Linked DNA regions of Mus musculus: region 1 is linked to region 2. Evidence: chromatin contacts called from public Hi-C data. All regions are on one chromosome and are shown on one strand. The core of a region is the stretch at or near the end of the contact, and the rest is flanking DNA. Distances in the headings are between cores, read along the strand shown. Region 1 has its middle 39 kb from the start of Olfm1. Region 2 holds the start of Olfm1 (olfactomedin 1).

Region 1 (3,281 bases), core at 591-3,090, 39 kb before region 2:
TTAAGAGAGAGAGGAGGGTGGGCTACTTTCCCATGGCTTTGGAAATGCCAGAAAACCAGAAGAGACATTGCAGTTTAGTGGAGTACGGGCTGGGCTGAGCTGGGCTGGGAGACACACAGAGGACGTTTCCCAGGCTCTGTGCAGGAGAGCCCAGCAGGTTAGCTCAGGCAGGGTGGAACACCCGAGGGGTGAAGGACAGAGGCAACTGTCCATCTCTCCTCATCGTCCCCAGGCACAGAAACCCTGAGTTCTGGTGGCTTGGCCACTAGCCTATAGATTCTCAAGCCTCCCTTGCAGTAATGGGTGGGCAGGTGACTGGCATTAGCCAGTGGGACACGCATGATGTCATACTTGCCCTTGGGAGCCACACCCAAAAGCCAGCTAGTTAGTAGCCTATATCCAGTTTTGACCTGTGCTGTGACCTGCTGCTTGGAGCTGGCATGTGATAACTGAGTGCCAGCTGCTTTCCTGGCCACAGGATGGCAGACACAGGGCAGCAGACCCAGGGTGGCAGACTGGATGCTGCAAGCTCTGAGCCTGGGAGCTGAGATGGAGGCCATGCCTGGAGTGCACACAGAATTCTTTCACGGAAAGTCTGTGACTATAACCTGGCACTGGAGAGCTGAAGGGAGAGCAGCCTGGGCAAAGGCATGTCACTTAGGGCTGGGCATGGATGGCACGAGGAGACCTGGGTGAGAGGGATATAGGGTGGTGGCAGACTGGTCTGTCACCCATGTGCTCTGACACCCTTCTCTTCCTTGAACACCCATCCGTAGGGACGAGCTTCATGATGGCTTTTGCTTCTGACTGCCGTGTTCACATTAAGTCTGAGAATGAGGCTCCCAGAAGGGAGTGTGAAGCCTTCTGTTGAACATGATTTGATGGTTCACACCTGTAGCGGAGCACGCAGGAGACCCAGGATTCTGGCCTAGCCTGACTCTGTCCCTGAGGGGACAGCAAGTGGGAGCATTATGAGAGGGGGACCATCTTCCTGACAGACCCTCCCAGACTCACATTAAAAGTTAGTGTGTCCCTGGTGGCCCTCCGAGGCAATGGAAAAAGTCTATCAGCGAAGACGTTGTGTATGAGGCTGGCTGTGGTGGGCACAGCGAGTCCATGGTACCTCAGCCCTCCTCTCACACTTCTGACTGAGGTGCTTCGTCTCAGGCGTGGGGGGCAACCCAAGCCTGCCAAAGGAAGTGCTGAGCAGAGGAGGACATGAGGGAAGTGTTTAGGAGTCAGGGGCCCTACACACTCGCGTGAAGAAGAGGTCTGGAAGGATTTATTATTCTCAGAGCCTCCAGGGGTCCTGTGCTGGAAGAGGACGGAGGACCCTGCCTGGCATACAAGCTGAAGAGAGAAGCCCACTACCCTGCCTCCAGCTGTGCTACTTGTCTGAATGTGACACTTAGGATCGAGACTTGGGCTCCTTAGGGGCTGGGATGGGCCTGACCCACCCTTATGCTGATCCTGCCAAGGGTCGGTCCCAGAATAGGTGTTATTTGGCAGTGTGTTTAAAGTCAAGCGCTTTAGCCTTGCTCAGTAGTGGCTCAGACCTTGACTTTCCTTGCCTGCCTGTCCTACATTCTTGAACTCACTTCCTCTGTTGTCAAGGCCACTCCACAGCTTCAGGATTTGAGGCAGGAGTCTGGGAAGGAGCCCTGGACAGGGATGGCTACCAAACTGGGCTACAGATGGCAGAGCAACCACCTCTTGGGCTTTGCCATTTCCTCTGAGGCTTGCTGGGCCTCTTCTGGTCCTCTGGAATGTGAGGGGTGCCCTATGGGCCCTAGATTCCCCAGGATAGCTCTGTGGACCAGGTTCTGTCCACGTGCTCCTCTGACTCACTGTCTCTGAGCTCTGGGAGCATCTCGGAGTTTTTTTCCACTGCCGCCTCCTCTTCTTGGTAACTTAATTAGCTCTCTGTTTCCCAAACAGGGGAAGCGTGACTCAGCACTATCACGCCATCTATATTTGTCCCTTGCCCCCATGCCAGGTGCCTGGTGGCCTAATCCTTGGAGAAATTAGATCATGAGGTTAGGGAGGGATTTGAAGGTGTCCTGGCCACAACCAGGATGCTCTACTTGGCTCCCAAAATGTCTGTCACGGAAACCCTGTAGCCTCTCCCTCACCCATCCCTCCTCCTGACTCCAGTAGGAACCTCTATCTAAACAGCTGGTGGAAGTTTAAAAAACAAAGTGGCCATCACTCTATCATCCCCCTTGGGCACCAGTGCCAAAAGGCTCTGTTTCCAGCTGAGTGTCAAGGGCAACTGTCTCTCTTTCCTCCCACAATCTTTAGCAAAGAGCTGCTGAGGCCCTGTGGCCACACTTTGCATCTCCATGGCCTGGGCCTGAGTGATGTTTCCCTCATCTCTTCTGTTTATCATTTCTGTCCTCCGAGTGCCAGGCCTGGCTGCACCTCCTCCCCACCCCCCAACCCCCACCCCCACCCCCTTTGAGGATGTGGTGTGCTCACTGAGGGATGCCCAGAAGGGCCCTGGGAACCCTGCTTGCATCCCAGCTGGGCCTTGCTGAGCTCCTAGATTCAGCAGGGAAGCAAAATGCATCAGAACAGCAGCAGGTAGTATCTTGGGTGACCAGGTAACAGGTTGTTAAAGGGACAGATCTCTCTCTCTCTCTCTCTCTCTCTCTCTCTCTCTCTGAAGCCCTTGGCATTAAGCACACACATAGTCCCTTCACCTGGAGGCAAAATTGCTCCAAGTTGCTCTTTGGGAGGAGCCTAATGCAGGTGTCTGAGCTGGTGGCTAAGCCTTGTTCTCCTAGAGTGGGATGGGGGTGAGGGTGAGGTGCTGCACCCAGGCAGGGACCTCAGCCTAGTTGTGGTTGACAGGATCACTATAGTGCCGTGGTTCATGCGAGACACTTTGTCGGAAGCCCAAGGTAGGGCAATATGTTTACTCCGAGTCAGGAACCATGCCTTCCTCCTGTGTAGCTCAGGTCCATCCTGCCTCTCTCTAAATCCCTCTGTCCTAAAGGTCAGAACAGATGCCTCCTTCTCCCTCCCTCTCTTCTCTGCTTCTGTTCACCTGTCAGTTTAATCCTCTCCTCTTACCATGACCACATTAGCCAAGGCTCCCTGGCACGGAGCATCCACCCCCACCCCATAGATTCCAGGGCAGCGGAATCGTTTCTTTTCAGCATCCCCACCGTCTTAGCTTTGAATTCCTATACTTCACGCATGCTGCCGCCGCCAAGGTTCACGTGGAACCAGCATGCTGAGCCCGCTCTCAGACGTCCTCTTGGCGGGACGGTGAACTC
Region 2 (3,364 bases), core at 101-2,600:
AGGCAGACCCTACAAGAGTGATAGATGGTGGTGGTGGTGGTGGTGGGTCACACCACCCAGCTCTTGGGATCAAACTGGAGGAGAATGGTCCCTCACCTGTCCTTTCCACTGAGAAGGTTATGCCAGGGTCCCTTTCCAGTGGCCCCTGACTTAAGGGTGGTCTCTGCTCAGCCTGCTCCATCTATCATGGAAGTCAGCCTTATCCAGACCCTCCACCCAACCCCCAGCCATAGCTCCCCATCCGCAGGCTGCCGATGACATGGAGATTCGATTTCCGTGTCAGAGGCCAGTAGAGAGGGGTGGGTGAAGACAGATCGGCAGCTGGGTCCCGCCCAGCTCCTCTCAACCTCCTCCAGAGTGCACGCTGAGATCTTCCAACCGAGATGAGACCGGAAGGGTCCCTTGGGATTTGGGGGGCTCAGGTGAGATCACAAGCTCTGGTCTTTTGCCTTGGGCCCCACTCTGCACTGGTCCAGTCCGTCTTTTACAAAGTAGGGCGAGCTGAGTCCTGGCTGGACCTAGCCCACAAAGGGTTTTAAGCAGCACCTCCACCCCTTACTTGCTGAGTGACCTTGGCTAAGTCCCCAAGTCCCTAGCTTCAGTTTCCTAAGCTTTGCAAAGAAAGATTTTCTAATATTAGTGAACGAGGACTCTGGACTTTGAACCCCTCCCACCATCACCAAAGCAGGTGTCCTCAAGCCCCTCCGGGGGACTGGGAGCAAAAAGCATCGCCCCGAAACGCCAGAGTGCGAGTGGCGGCCGCAGCTGAAGGCACTGCTTGGCTGCAGGGCAGAGGGTGGGCTCGTGACCCCGGCCCTTGTAACCCTCCCTCCCAGGGTGACCCCATCCTGTGCCGCACCGCCGGGCCAGCCCGGGGCTCGACCCGAGAGGAGGCAGGAGGGAGGAGGGGCCGCGAGGGCTCAAGGCGGGCGCACTTACGCCGGTGCTGCGGTCCAGCGTCCCGCCGCTGGCGGCCGAAAGCCGGGTGGTATTGAGGCCCACCAGCGAGGGCAGCGTCTGGGACATCCAGTTGGTGATCATGGCCATGGTGCTTAGCACGACCCCGATCTTCAGCAGCGGCACCGACATCGCGCCTCGAGTGGCCTCCTGCGCCCGCGCCGCGCCGGCGCCGGCTCCCGCGCCCCGGGCAGCCTCAGGCGGCGGGCACCACGGCGGGCAGGGGCGCCCGGCCGCGTCCCCGCGCCCCCTCTGCCCGCCGCCGCCCGCCGGTCTCTGCCTCCCTGTGCGCACTGGCCATCGCCGCGCCGCCCCGGCGCCGGGAGGTGACCAGGCGGCCCTGCCCGGCGCGCGCTGCCTGCCCGCGCTGCCCGCCGCTGCAGCGTCCCCGCGCGCTCCGCTCTCGAGAAGGGCCACCGGGTTCTGAGCGCGGCGCGGGCTGTGCGCGGGGGCCGCGGCCGGGGGGCGGGGACAAGGCCGGGCGGCGGCCGACGCAATCTGCCCAGGAAATGGGTGGATTTTTCCTCCGAGCTCCGGCTCCGCGACGCCCCCTGGCTGCAGGCAGCGAGGTCTGCAAACCGGTCGGCCGAAGAGTTAGGGTCACCCAGGAGGACGGATAAAACGCCGCCACAAATCGTAAAAAAAAAATATAAAACCTCAAGAATCTCGCATGGCACCCATCCACAGAACACCCCCTCGCCCAGCTCTCTCGGTCACCCTCACGGTTTTGTCTCGCCCAGGCCCGGCCTGCTTGTGGTCAAGGGTCTCCTCCCCTGCTGCTGGGCTTGCCTTCCCTGGTGGACTAAGTCCAGTCAGTTTGGGGTGTCTCCTGAGCCCCAGCAGGAAAGAGTAGCTTGGGTGGAGTCTCCAGTGTCAGCGCAGGAGTAAAGAGGTAGCTACAAAGTGAGAGACACTGCTGGGAACCTTGGACAACTACCTCAGAAGGAGGGGACAGTTGGAAGTCCTAGCGGGGGAACACCCTGGGCTTGTGGGAGCAGGTTTAAACAGAGAGGGACTGGAGGGGGGCGGTATGCCTGCTGTGCACAGTAGAGGATGAAGGAGAGAGAGTGTGCCAACCTACCGTCAGGAGCTGCTGGAAGCATAGGGCTCAGGAGGAACTAGAGGGGCCACACCCATGATTGTGGGGTATGGTACATGCACGGGGGGCGGGGAGGGGCGGGGTTAGAGTATCTGGCGTCTATGCTGTAGGCTTAGATGGACAGGGGTCCCTCGCAGGGACCCAGATCAGGGCCAGGCAAGCTTCAGCAGTATCTGTGCCAAGACTTGTAAGTCTCAGCAAAACAGAACAGCCGGCAAACACAACTTCATAGTGCTTTTGACTTTGAAGCAAGCCCTCTAAGCTGAGGAAAGCCAGTTTCTGCAGGCATTCCTCCAAGTTGTTCCAGTCCCGGGCAGGGAAAGCCAGCCTATTCGCAGCCCCCTACCCCTGCGCTCTTTCCCACCTGGTCAATTATAGACCAGGAAGAGATGTCAGAACAAAGGCAGGCCTCCTGGGGTCTGCCAAGAGGGATATGACATCTTCCGGGGGCTTGTCTCTCTGTGTTCAGTCCTCATTTGCAGAGAAAACGTCAACAGCCAAGATGACCCTGGCCCGAGTGCTGGGCGTGAGCCCTGCTGGCTCAAGAAGTCAATTGGAGTTGTTTCTCTGGTTAATGCATGGCATTCATTGGTGCCTCCAGTTTGGGTCAGATGCCAGCGAATTACAACTGTTAGGGAAGGGCGCCATCTCTCCGTGAAATCTGGTACTGCAGTCCAGTCACACCCAGTGGTCCTGCTGGATGCAGCAGCCGGAGATGCAAGGCTCTCTGCCCTACATCCTCTGCCAGGCATTTTCTGAACAGAATCAGGGCCGTGGCTGTGTCTACTCACTTGCTTCCTACTACACAAAGGTAAGGAGCGCTTAATGTTTATCAACAATTTCAAATCCAGCCCAGTACAGTCCTCAAAGTTCTCAAGGCGTCTCAGGAGTCATACCTTTTATTGAATTCCTACTTAGTGCAAGATACACAGTGCAACATGCTCTAAGCTCTGTGTCAGATGCAGCATAGAGACCATAACTGTCTTTGTTAGGCACACTCCATGGCCAAGCACCATTAAACCTTTCCTGCTCTCTAATGGGCAGAAGTCCCTCCCAGAGGTCAAGTGACCTTGGGGTCAAGGGGAGCTCTGCTATGAACTTGTATGAGACAGTGACCTAGCTAATGAGCTTTATTGAGACTCAGCTCTCTCATTTTTAAAATGGGCTTGACGATAGTAGCTTTCTCCTGTGATGTGTTAAGAGCGTAGGAATAAGACTGGCCTGCTCTGGTGACAGTCATTGTCACCTTTTCAAATGATAAATATGGGTTCAGCCAGCAACCTGTGCAAGGCAGGCTGCGGAGCTGGG

What was found. A called contact is a pair of places that touch in the nucleus more often than the background predicts.
Region 1: a contact with region 2 is called in a Hi-C map of myocytes, with 3 times the contacts expected there. The contact joins the enhancer-like site here to the promoter of Olfm1 in region 2. A contact is called at or near these places in 10 of 484 Hi-C or Micro-C datasets (the N1E-115 cell line, cerebellum, cerebral cortex and 6 more), 5 of 115 datasets of contacts at active chromatin or transcription factors (bone marrow-derived macrophages and embryonic stem cells) and 2 of 9 other capture datasets (liver and pancreatic islet).

What each region holds. Positions count from the first base shown.
Region 1 is chr2:28,243,485-28,246,765 of GRCm38.p6, reverse strand. No RefSeq gene overlaps it. Among named protein-coding and RNA genes, the nearest start is that of Olfm1, 39 kb to the right of the region's middle. Within about 2 kb of position 1,840, at least 71 of the 459 cell types and tissues checked have an H3K27ac peak or open chromatin away from gene starts, as enhancers often do. A contact at or near this core is called in the N1E-115 cell line, bone marrow-derived macrophages, embryonic fibroblasts and 2 more, where this site is marked.
Region 2 is chr2:28,203,675-28,207,038 of GRCm38.p6, reverse strand. Olfm1 (olfactomedin 1) reads right to left here and starts at 1,350. Exons shown (of 6, transcript NM_019498.2): 1 at 940-1,350. The coding sequence starts at 1,089.